Linked DNA regions of Mus musculus: regions 1 and 2 are each linked to region 3. A link is a contact called in public HiChIP or PLAC-seq data. All regions are on one chromosome and are shown on one strand. The core of a region is the stretch at or near the end of the contact, and the rest is flanking DNA. Distances in the headings are between cores, read along the strand shown. Region 1 holds the start of Rab3gap1 (RAB3 GTPase activating protein subunit 1). Region 2 overlaps Rab3gap1 (RAB3 GTPase activating protein subunit 1). Region 3 overlaps Tmem163 (transmembrane protein 163).

Region 1 (3,362 bases), core at 294-2,793, 360 kb before region 3:
GGATTGGACCTAAAACCTAATGGGAAACACTGAGAACCGAGACCAGCAGGTTCTGATGCACAGTCAAGTTGGAGAGTTTTTAGTCAAGTGCACCAACTCTCGACGCCTCTGCCTTGGCTTTGGAAACTGATCTCACTGTATCATTTTTATTTATTTCCCAGTGATAATTCCTCACTTACTTGTCTCGAAATGTCAGTCCCTTCTCATGTTTAACCAAACCCTGAACCATTTTCCCTTTCCTTTCTTAAGGCAGTACCTCTTAGATTGCTCAGGCTGGTCTTAATTCCTTAGCTCAAGTGATCCGCCTCAGCCTTGCCAGTAGTCACTATTATACACAGGTGCCACGTCACCCAGCTTCCATTTCCCTCCCCAATTTCAAAGCAGGCATTTCCTATCTTTTCCCTACAAAAATGTCTCCAACAATTTTGTAGTCCACGTTTTCCCTACTTAACTAGTTCTTTGTAGTTAGTACCAACTGGCTTACATTTTAACTATTTGTTGGAGTTTTTAAAAGGTATATAGATTTCCCTGATCTTAGGATAGTTCAGGGCACACAGTACTTCCTCATAAAGTCTTGCTAGTGTGTTAAGTCTTACTGACTCGATGAAGTGTGGGGATGGGAACACAAGTCAAACTACTATTTCAAAGATCTTTTATATCTTCCTATGCCACCAACTGATATGAGAGCCACACATTTGTAAAGCCTACAAGCACTGCAACAATAACCTCAATAGCTAGCTATCAAGCCAACAAACTTAGTTTTCAACTCACTCAGGTGATAAAACATGTTCGCCTTAATGCAGTTGTTCATCTGAATTTGACAAGCTCGGGAAGTCTGGGCACAGGACCAAGTTTAAAATGTAACGCTGTGAATCAAAACATTCCAAAGACGTATGTAAACATACTATTTATAAGTATGAAATAGTAGAATTTTAATTTTTTAATTTCTCGAAGACAGGATAACGATGGTAAGAGGATGACAGATGAACAGTCATCGGTACGCTAAAAGTCTCTTCCAATAAACACAGGAAGAAAACACAGCAGCTGCTTAGCTGACGGCTTTGATGACAACTGAGGCAAATTGACATGAAAGCATAAGACCCGGGGACGACCTCGGAAATGGTTTTCTGTGCCAGGGAAGTGATCTGGAAGTCAACACAACTTGTTTTAAAGGCGGAGTCTGAAGGTTGGTCTGACCTGTCTGTATGATTGATGCGGAAAAAGCCAAAGTTGCCGTGGCGCGGAAGAAGAGACGAAGCGTGGGCGTCTCCCTCCGAACCAGCGTCACCTGTGTGATGCCGCCCGGGGCCAGACAGGACCAAACACACTACTCACCTCTCCCACTCCGAGGCTGTGGTGAAGTCTGTGATCTCAAACACTTCGGACTCGGGCTGCGGGGACAGAGAAGAGCACAGACAGTAAGCTGCGGGCCACTGACGTCGGCGGCAGAACTCTGTGACAGAGGCACCCAGGGCGCAGAACTCACCTCACTGTCCGCCGCCATCTTGCGGAGCGGAGCGTCAGGCCCCGCGCGAAGGCTGTCGGGAAGAAGGGAGCTAGGAGGAGGGCACTGAGTGGCCGTGGGCGGGGCCTCGGTGGGTGGTGGGTGGGGCCCCGAAGCGGGCCCGCCTACAAAGGGCCTGCTGGAAGGTGGGAAGACCTTTTTCCTCCAGACAGAAAGATCTTAGTGTGGCATACGCTCTTCTTCAAGGTGGTTTAGTAATATTTTTTTTAAAATTCTGTTGGGGCTAGAGGGATAACTGTGCAGTTAAGACTACCCGCTGCGCTTTCACAAGACCTATGTTCGATTTCCAGCACCTGCATAGCAGTTCACAACCATTTGTGATTTCAGTCCAAAGGGATCCTGTACCTGCTTCTGGCCTCGACTGACACCAGGCATGCACGTGCTGCACAAACAGATTTACATGCTGACGAAACACTCATGCACATGAAATAAAATTAACAAGTATTGTTTAAAGAATTAAAAGTAAAAATAATAAGAGTATTTTGTAGACTCAAGAAGAGCTGATGAGCCGAGCGTGGTGGCACACACCTTTAATCCCAGCACTCGGGAGGCAGAGGCAGGCAGATTTCTGAGTTCGAGGCCAGCCTGGTCTACAAAGTGAGTTCCAGGACAGCCAGGGCTACACAGAAAAACCCTGTCTCGGAAGAAAAAAAACAACCAAACAAACAAAAAACAACAACAACAAAAAACAAAAACAAACTGATGAACATTTTGAAATTGTTACATGACATTCACATCCACAGATGTATTGGGCTACATTCATAAATATCTTGGGGCATATGTAGTCCTATATGGCAAAGACCCTAGATATGCATGGTCACAATTGTATTTAAAAACCTCTTTGAGTTTTCATTCAAATGGGTTTTTTTTTAGATTTATTTATTCATTTTATGTATATGATTACACTAGAATGTGTATGAGTATATTTATTTTATGTATATGAGTATACCAGAAAAGGGCATCAGATCCCATTACAGATGGTTGTGAGCCACCTTGTGATTGCTGGCATTTGAACTCAGAACCTTTGGAAGAGCACTCTTAACCACTGAGCCATCTCTCAAGCCCTTGGTTTTGTTCTTGAGATAGGGTTCATAAGCCAGCCTCACACGCCTTGTGGTGAGAAGAGCGAACTGGAATTCTGATCCTCTTGCCTCCTTTTGAGTATCCTGACTGCAGTCATGTAGCACCGTCTTGGATTGTATGGTGTGGTGGTAAAGACAGAAGCGAGGACCATGCATGCTAGGCAAAAGCTCTACCAACAGAACTACATCCTCAGCTCTTGTTCAAACTTTACAACTCATAAACACTGACCAAGATCCTTAAACCCACTGTCTCCTTTCCTAACCCCAGGAAAAGAAAATCTATACAACTAAACTTATTGTTTTAAAAAGCAGCCAGGCATGGAAGTGCATGCCTTTAATCCCAGCACTCAGGAGACAGAGGCAGGCAGATCTCTGTTAATTCAAGGCAAGCCTGGCCTACAAAGTGAGACCAGGACAGCCAGGGCTCTGTTACACAGAGAAACTCTTGTCTTGAAAAACAAAACAAAAAATAAACAAAACCAAACAACATCATACAAGTTACATATACTCTGAGAAGAACATACTATTTGATGAGTGCTTTACTTTTTAAACCACTGAAGGACAGGAGTGCTAACTAGCAGTTGGAATTCTGTTGGGGACTGTAGAGATGGCTCAGCAGTTAAGAGTACTGACTGTTGTTACAGAGGACCCCAACTCTGTCCCCAGCATCCACGTGGCTACATACAACGCTCCATACTTCTAGTTCTAGGGGACTCAGCACCCTCTTCTGACTTCTATAGTAAACAGAAATGCAC
Region 2 (3,368 bases), core at 693-3,192, 400 kb before region 3:
AAGACAGCTACAGTGTACTTACATATAATAAATAAATAAATAAATAAATAAATCTTTAAAAAATTTTTTTTTGCTTTATTTTCTGTGTTTGAGTGCTTTCCTGCATGAATGAATGTTTACATGACACTTGAGTGCCTGGTGCCTGTGAAGGCCAGAAAGAAGGTATCAGATCCCCTGGAACTGGTGTAACAGGTAGATGTGAGCCACAATGTAGGTGCTGGGAATGGAACCCAGGTCCTCTGAGAGCAGTCAATGCTCTTAACCATGGAGCCACCTCTCTGGGCCCAAATAAAACTTTTATTAAAAAGAATAGGCAAAAAGTATAGTTCTAAAACAAATATACAAATTAGCTATTAAATTATAAAACCATGATTTATAAGGAACATGAAATAACTAAACATATTAAAGTTGAAAAGGAAAAGCACTGAGAAGGTTCAAATATTTAGTAGTATGGTGGAAGAGATTTAAAGCTGTACTTTATGTGACAGCAAATGGCAAAACTGGGCCCATCAACAGGAACTCTTTCCTAAAAGTTAGTGCTCTATGAAATGAAATCAGCTACTCTATCTCAGGTGACAGTTAAAGGGTAATTTTATAAAGATGTGGACAGCTTTAACTATGAAGAAAACGTTACAGTGCTCAACTACCTTAACTTCAATTTTCTCAGATCAATTTTGAGAGAAGCCAACCATCAAGAGTTCTTTAAAACTGTGAAAGGCTGAGAGGTGACATGGTAAACTAACAATGCTTTTCATTTAAAACCTCAGCTATTGACAGCCAAAATCTAAGTTAGGCTTCACACATCAAGACAGTCTCTTTAAAATAGAAGTTTCCAAAGAGAAATGTTGAGCTACACAGAAGTAATACAAAAATATCTGAAAATGTTCATTACTATTTCTTAAAAGGAATAAGATTTTTGAAGGCTTTTTTACAATAAAGTTTTAGTTACAAAAAGAAAAGAGAAATTACTTCTGACCATTAAAAAAGAAACAAGAAGCCAGGTATGGTGAGGTATGCCTTTAATCCCAGCACTTGGGAGGCAGAGACAGGCAGATCTCTGTGAGTTCAAAGCCAGTCAGGTATACAAAGCAAGTCCAGGACAGCCAGGGCTACACAGAGAAATTCTGTCTTGGAAAAACCAAAAAAAGAAGGGATAAGATTATAAATATTGGCATCAGACCAGAAATTTCACAAAATGCTAATTAAATACTTCTGATGTTTAAAAAGAAAAAAAAAAAGGAAATGAAGAGAAATCAACACAAAGTTGGGCTTTTCAAAAAAAAAAAAAAATTCCCACCATATTATATACAGAATTAGATAGTTCAGATTTCAGAGCCCAGAAGACTTGGGTAACAAAGTTACTACATACATCAAATGTTTCCAAGACTGATTTTTAATTGAGACAACCACAAAAGATTATGTTAAGAAAAAATAAATGATAAAAAGAAGACCTGACTTTAAAATTCCTATCCTGTATTTCAGATGGATTTGAGTTTGGCTGGCCAGGCAGCCTGCCTCCTTCCAAGCTTCAATTCTTCCTTTTTATAGTACTGGGAATGTTCTTAGTTATTGTTTCATTGCTGTGGAGACACCATGACTAAGGCAATTTACAAAGGGAGGCAAGTAACTGGGGCTTGCTTACTGTTTCAGAGGGTTAATCTGTAACATCATGGCAGGGAAGCATGCTGGCAAACAGGCTGGCCAGCGGAGCCCTATCCCTCCCTGGCTGAGAGCTTTACATCCTGATCTGCAGGCAGTAGGCAGAGAATGGAAAAAGACACTTGGCCTGGCATGGGCTTTTAAAACCTCAAAGCCTACCTCCAGTGACATTCCTCTCAAATAGGACACCTCCTAATTCTTCTCAGACTGCACTAACTGGGGATCAAGATTTAAACACAAGAGCCCATGGGGGCTATTCTCATTCAAACCACCACAGCACTGGAGATAGAACAAAGACTCTCATGCATGCTAGGCAGGCTTTCTACTACACTAAGCCAAACCTCTGGTTCCGTGCTTTTCTAATCAAGTTCTAATCCTAACAAACAATACCTATTTAAAACAGAGAAATTCCTTTTTAAAATAATAAAACCTTGCAAAGTTGGAAAATGAATATAATCAACACTCACATGACTTGTACCAAGTTCTGTGGCACAGAACCCTCCCCTCCACGTGTATTTTTTTCCTGAACCCTTTAAAATGTGTAATCACCAAGGCAGTTAGTTCACTTCTCAGTACCTCAGCAACTACTTAAGAAGGATGTTTTCCTATGCAGCTTCAATGTTTAACACAAGAAATCTAACATCAACACTAATTTTTAAATACTCAGTACATATTAAAACTATCCCAACAATCCTAAACCAGGTCTTCCCTGTCTGCTCTGCCTTGATCGAGTAAAAACCATTCACTGTACGCGGCAGTCATCTCATTCACCTTCTTTAATCTAAACAGCTGCAGCGTTTATTTCATGAGTCTAGACCAATTACTCTGTTAAAAAAGTTCAACTTTGGAAATAAGCGGTTGCTTTTACACATTTTACACATTTCTATTTATGTTAAACATCCAGACAGAAACACTGCTCAGATGCGTCCTCCTGAGTGGGTCACACTAAAGAAAAATGCAATATCAGTTGGTTTTTTCTTTTCAATTCATTTTCCTTTTCTTTTTATATTTTAGGTTTATGGGGGGGTTGCTGCATGTGTACCTGTGCACCACATGTGTGTCTGGTGCCCTCAGAGGTCAGAAGAGGACACTGGAGTGAGTCCCTGGAACTGGGGTTACAAAAGACTGAGAGCCACCCTGTGGGTGCTGGAATGGAAGCCAAAGCCTCTGGAAGAACTGCTGAGTCATCTCTCCAACTCAATTAATTTTTTAACTAATATATAAAATCATAAATTTAACTTACATAATTTATTTCAGTTTGCTAATCAAGTTTGATTACAATTTATTACATAATTGATGATAGAAAATTTCTATATACTCAAATTACCAAACTGCTTTTATTTTATTCCAAATAAGACTGACACCACCAACGTCAACTCACAATTTTGGATTTGAAGATGTCCAGCAGGCCTGACAAATGAGTGTACTGACTTGGCACTTTTCGAAGATGAACCATTTCAAAGTCAGTACGAACACCAGGACCTTGACATTCTCCCATGTACATTCGTCGCCATTTGTGATGTATTTGGACAAACAGTGGTACCTGGCTAAAGAATATGGGTAAAAAGGAGCAGAAATTAGGCTCACTCATTAAACAGTAAATATCCTAAACCTCAAAACTGTCCTGTTTATTTAATGTCAGATATTTTCAATCTCTATAGGAAGAATACAGATTCCCATTCATTACAAAGATACACTTAGCTTCTCCT
Region 3 (3,366 bases), core at 823-3,322:
TAATTTTTGCTTATTAGAGCAAGCTTTAAAAAATATTAATTTACGTCAGTGTAATTGGTTATCTTTGTTGACTCACTCTAGAAGCTCTGTCACAAACCTGTTCAGAGGTGTGTCTCCTAGGTGATTCTTAATCCCGTCAAGTTGGCAATCCAGATTGGCCATTTTAGGGTCTGTGTTGTCATGCATTGTTTTAGGAACCCCAGAGGAACCTCTTCCTTTACATGCTCATGATCATCTGGAGAGGAGGGTGTGGGCAGGTAGTCACCAGGGAAGGAAGGCATGAACCCAGCCTGGTGGCTCGACTCTGTACCCATGGCAACGCTCTGGGATCAGAGTACTTGGTTCCAGAGACTCACATTCTCATAGGAGAAGACGGCACTGTGTCCGATGGCTCATTTAACAGAAGCCAGGATGCACCAGGTGTCAGGAAGCCAGGGAGTGAGTGTCAGCCCAGGCTCTCAGACGCCCTACTGGACCCTTGGGCAATCTTAGCACCTTTGCTGGCAAGCCGGTGTCTTTCTCTGAGGCGTCCTGTGACCCTGGCATCCATCTCAGTTCCATGGACCCCAGGAAGCTGGCACCTACTCTCCTCTCTATACTCAGCAGGACCTATCAGCCTGACCAGAAAATGTCAGGACTAGCATGACCCAGTCGGTCTTTAGCCACTTAAAGGAATACCCCCAGTATTCCCTTTTTATTACCACTGATCCAGGCATCAGTGTTCAACATCCTGACTTCCACATGGTCTGATGCTAACTTACAAAATTCCAGGCCTTCGAATGGGAGCACAGAGTAATTTGTCAATATATAATTTAATCACTGGGGGTGGGGGAGGGATGAGGCTTGTGCTTAGTGTGATTTCCACACATCTGAGGGGGCGGGGGAGGGTGGTGACGAAAAGTTCTGAAGATGAGAATGACTGTTTTAATTTCACCTGGGGCCATAAATCGATTCTCATGCATTATTCAGCCGGCACCAGCATCGCCCTGGTGGCACTCTGACACATGCAGTGTCGGAACGGTTTGAAATCTGTCCTCATTAGGAAGGCAAAGGACGCCTTTTTGCAGGCATAAGCAAGCGAGCCTCCAGAGTCCCCTCTCACCATCTCACATCCTATGAACAGGAAAGCGGGGGTCAACAGGGGAAGGGTGGCAGATCCGGCCTCCATCTGATGTTAGTAGCTATAGTTCATCGTGTCCCAGTGTTGCAACTGTTACTGTCACCTCCTATAAAGAATAAGCCCCGCATGGGAGGTGACAACTGGCACACACTATTGAAATAATTTCATTTTGACACAAGGTTTTCCTGTGAGCAGCGGCATGAATACAAAGGCTCAGAGATGCAGCTGTCTGGGGAAAACAGGAGTGGTGCCTGGGACTGCAGAGAGACTCAGCAAGGTGATGCTAGAAACAGCTGCTTGGCGTGCCTGGCAACTCATGCCTGTGCCACAGGATAGCTATGAATGCGGCCACATAAAACTCTACTCACTTAAAACATTATGAGATTTTTCCTCTCTCTCTCTCTCTCTCTCTCTCTCTCCCACCTCTCTCTCTCTCTCTCTCTCTCTCTCCCTTCCTCCCTTTCTCCCTCCCTCCCTCCCTCCCTTTTTAACTCCGTTGTGTGTTTTTTCCAGCTTGGACTTTGTAGATGACAGATGGTGTTACAATGTCAAAAGGTTGGCCATGTTTTACTATGTATGGAAGTATATGAATGGATGAAAGTCATGGAGAAGATGCAATCAGATGTCCTTACCCTGTGTGTTGATGGGAGGGATCTTGGGGGAGTGGGATGCTGAGAGAGGGTGATGTTCCATATTAGCCAGCAAGTTGGAAGAGGCACATTTTCATGGACATATCCTGATGGCCAAGATCTCACTCTGTGATTGGACTAGCTTTCTAAGAGTCTGTTGTAGCTCCCAATGGAGGAAGCACAGCTAAGCCTCCACCTTTGCTCTTTTCTCTCTGACTTTACCTCCTGGTCTCCTAAATAAGGGGACAGCATTAGACCTTGTGAGGTTAAATCTTGATTGCCAGATGGCTTGTAGCTGGAATTGACCTTTGGGTGGGTCTGTGAGGGAATTTCCAGGAAGGGTTAACTGAGACAAAGGACCCTGTCTCAGAATGGGTGGTGCCGCCTCCCAGGTGGCCTTCACTTGTTACTGTTAAATGAATCTCCTGCCACCGTCCTTCCCCACCATCAGAACCCAGTTTCTTCAGCTTTCCACTGTAGGCTGAAGCCCCGCAGCTCTTCAGGAGTCCTCCAGGGCTTCTTTAGCACCAGACAGGGACTGCTGAGTCACCTGGCCTCATGGACTGCTCAGCTACTGGGTTCTCAGCTTTACAAAGGTGCAGATGGTCACCCTTGGACTGGCTGCCGGCAATTTGATTAATCAACTGCGCGTGCGTGCGCGTGCCCTCGCTCATTACCCTTCTCTAGAGAATCCCAATACAGGCCCTCTTGGCTGCCCTTCTATTTGTTAGCTCCATGAAGTAACAATTTCTCCACTGGGAACCTAAATGGGGAAAAAGTGCTTTAAGCACAAGCAGCATAGATGTAATTATAAAAAACCAAAACCAAAACCAAAACCAAAACCCCAACTTTTTTTTGGAAGGTGCTGAGACCAGTAGAATAAACATCAGACCACGCAGGAGAAGGGGCTGAAGCTTGCAGCAACATGTATGAGCCTCAGAACATGATAAAAGAATTCTGATGGAAACACGCATACTGTGTGGCCAACTGTATAAAATCCAAGGACAGGAGGGATTAATATATGTGCGTGAAGTCATAAAGCAACTGTGTGGGGTTAAGTGAGGGTATGAGGGAGCTTGCTGGGTGTCTGGGGGAGAGAACTTTCTGGGTTTTTTTTGGTTGGTTTATTTATGTTTTACTACTGTCACAATAAGAGTCAATCTCTAATATCTATGTTCAAATGTTTTATTATAGCTTAATATTTTTAGTGTAGGGGCGTGCACGCCACTGTGAGAGTGTGGAGATCAGAGGATAGCTTACAGGAGTCAGACCTTTCCTTTTCTCATGGGGCTGGGACTGAGTTCGGAGAGGGTTCGGCTTGGCAGCAAGCGCCAACTACCCACTAAGCCAGCTTTCGAGCCTTGTAATCTTTGTATTAAATGTACATTAATTATACCTCAATAAAAAAACATACAGGATGGCACCTACTGACAATCCCAGAGATGGAAGCCAAAAGATTAGAGTTCAGGGGCATCCCTTGTTTTATAGTGAGTTTGAGGCTAGCCTGGTCTGCATGAACCCTGTCTCAGAAAAATAAAGTAAAATAAAATAAAATAAAATAAAATAAAATAAAATAGAGTAATAATGCTTGAAAACCTTAGTCACTAGGTACACTTG

The links. HiChIP or PLAC-seq counts read pairs in DNA pulled down with a chosen protein or histone mark.
Region 1: a contact with region 3 is called in an H3K27ac HiChIP or PLAC-seq map of embryonic stem cells, with 3 times the contacts expected there. The contact joins the promoter of Rab3gap1 here to the enhancer-like site in region 3. A contact is called at or near these places in 6 of 39 promoter capture datasets (the C10 cell line, cranial neural crest, hippocampal neurons and 2 more), 2 of 115 datasets of contacts at active chromatin or transcription factors (embryonic stem cells and pancreatic cancer cells) and 1 of 9 other capture datasets (liver).
Region 2: a contact with region 3 is called in an H3K27ac HiChIP or PLAC-seq map of embryonic stem cells, with 3 times the contacts expected there. The contact joins two enhancer-like sites. A contact is called at or near these places in 8 of 484 Hi-C or Micro-C datasets (LSK cells, bone marrow-derived macrophages, cerebral cortex and 5 more), 2 of 115 datasets of contacts at active chromatin or transcription factors (both in embryonic stem cells) and 1 of 9 other capture datasets (liver).

What each region holds. Positions count from the first base shown.
Region 1 is chr1:127,866,954-127,870,315 of GRCm38.p6, reverse strand. Rab3gap1 (RAB3 GTPase activating protein subunit 1) reads right to left here and starts at 1,543. Exons shown (of 24, transcript NM_178690.4): 1 at 1,487-1,543; 2 at 1,336-1,391. The coding sequence starts at 1,504.
Region 2 is chr1:127,903,510-127,906,877 of GRCm38.p6, reverse strand. It overlaps Rab3gap1 (RAB3 GTPase activating protein subunit 1), which reads right to left. Exons shown (of 24, transcript NM_178690.4): 7 at 3,041-3,206. Among named protein-coding and RNA genes, the nearest start is that of Rab3gap1, 36 kb to the right of the region's middle. Within about 2 kb of position 1,942, at least 27 of the 459 cell types and tissues checked have an H3K27ac peak or open chromatin away from gene starts, as enhancers often do. A contact at or near this core is called in embryonic stem cells, where this site is marked.
Region 3 is chr1:127,506,222-127,509,587 of GRCm38.p6, reverse strand. The region is part of intron 5 of Tmem163 (transmembrane protein 163); the gene reads left to right. Among named protein-coding and RNA genes, the nearest start is that of Gm41947, 28 kb to the right of the region's middle. Within about 2 kb of position 2,072, at least 13 of the 459 cell types and tissues checked have an H3K27ac peak or open chromatin away from gene starts, as enhancers often do. A contact at or near this core is called in embryonic stem cells, where this site is marked.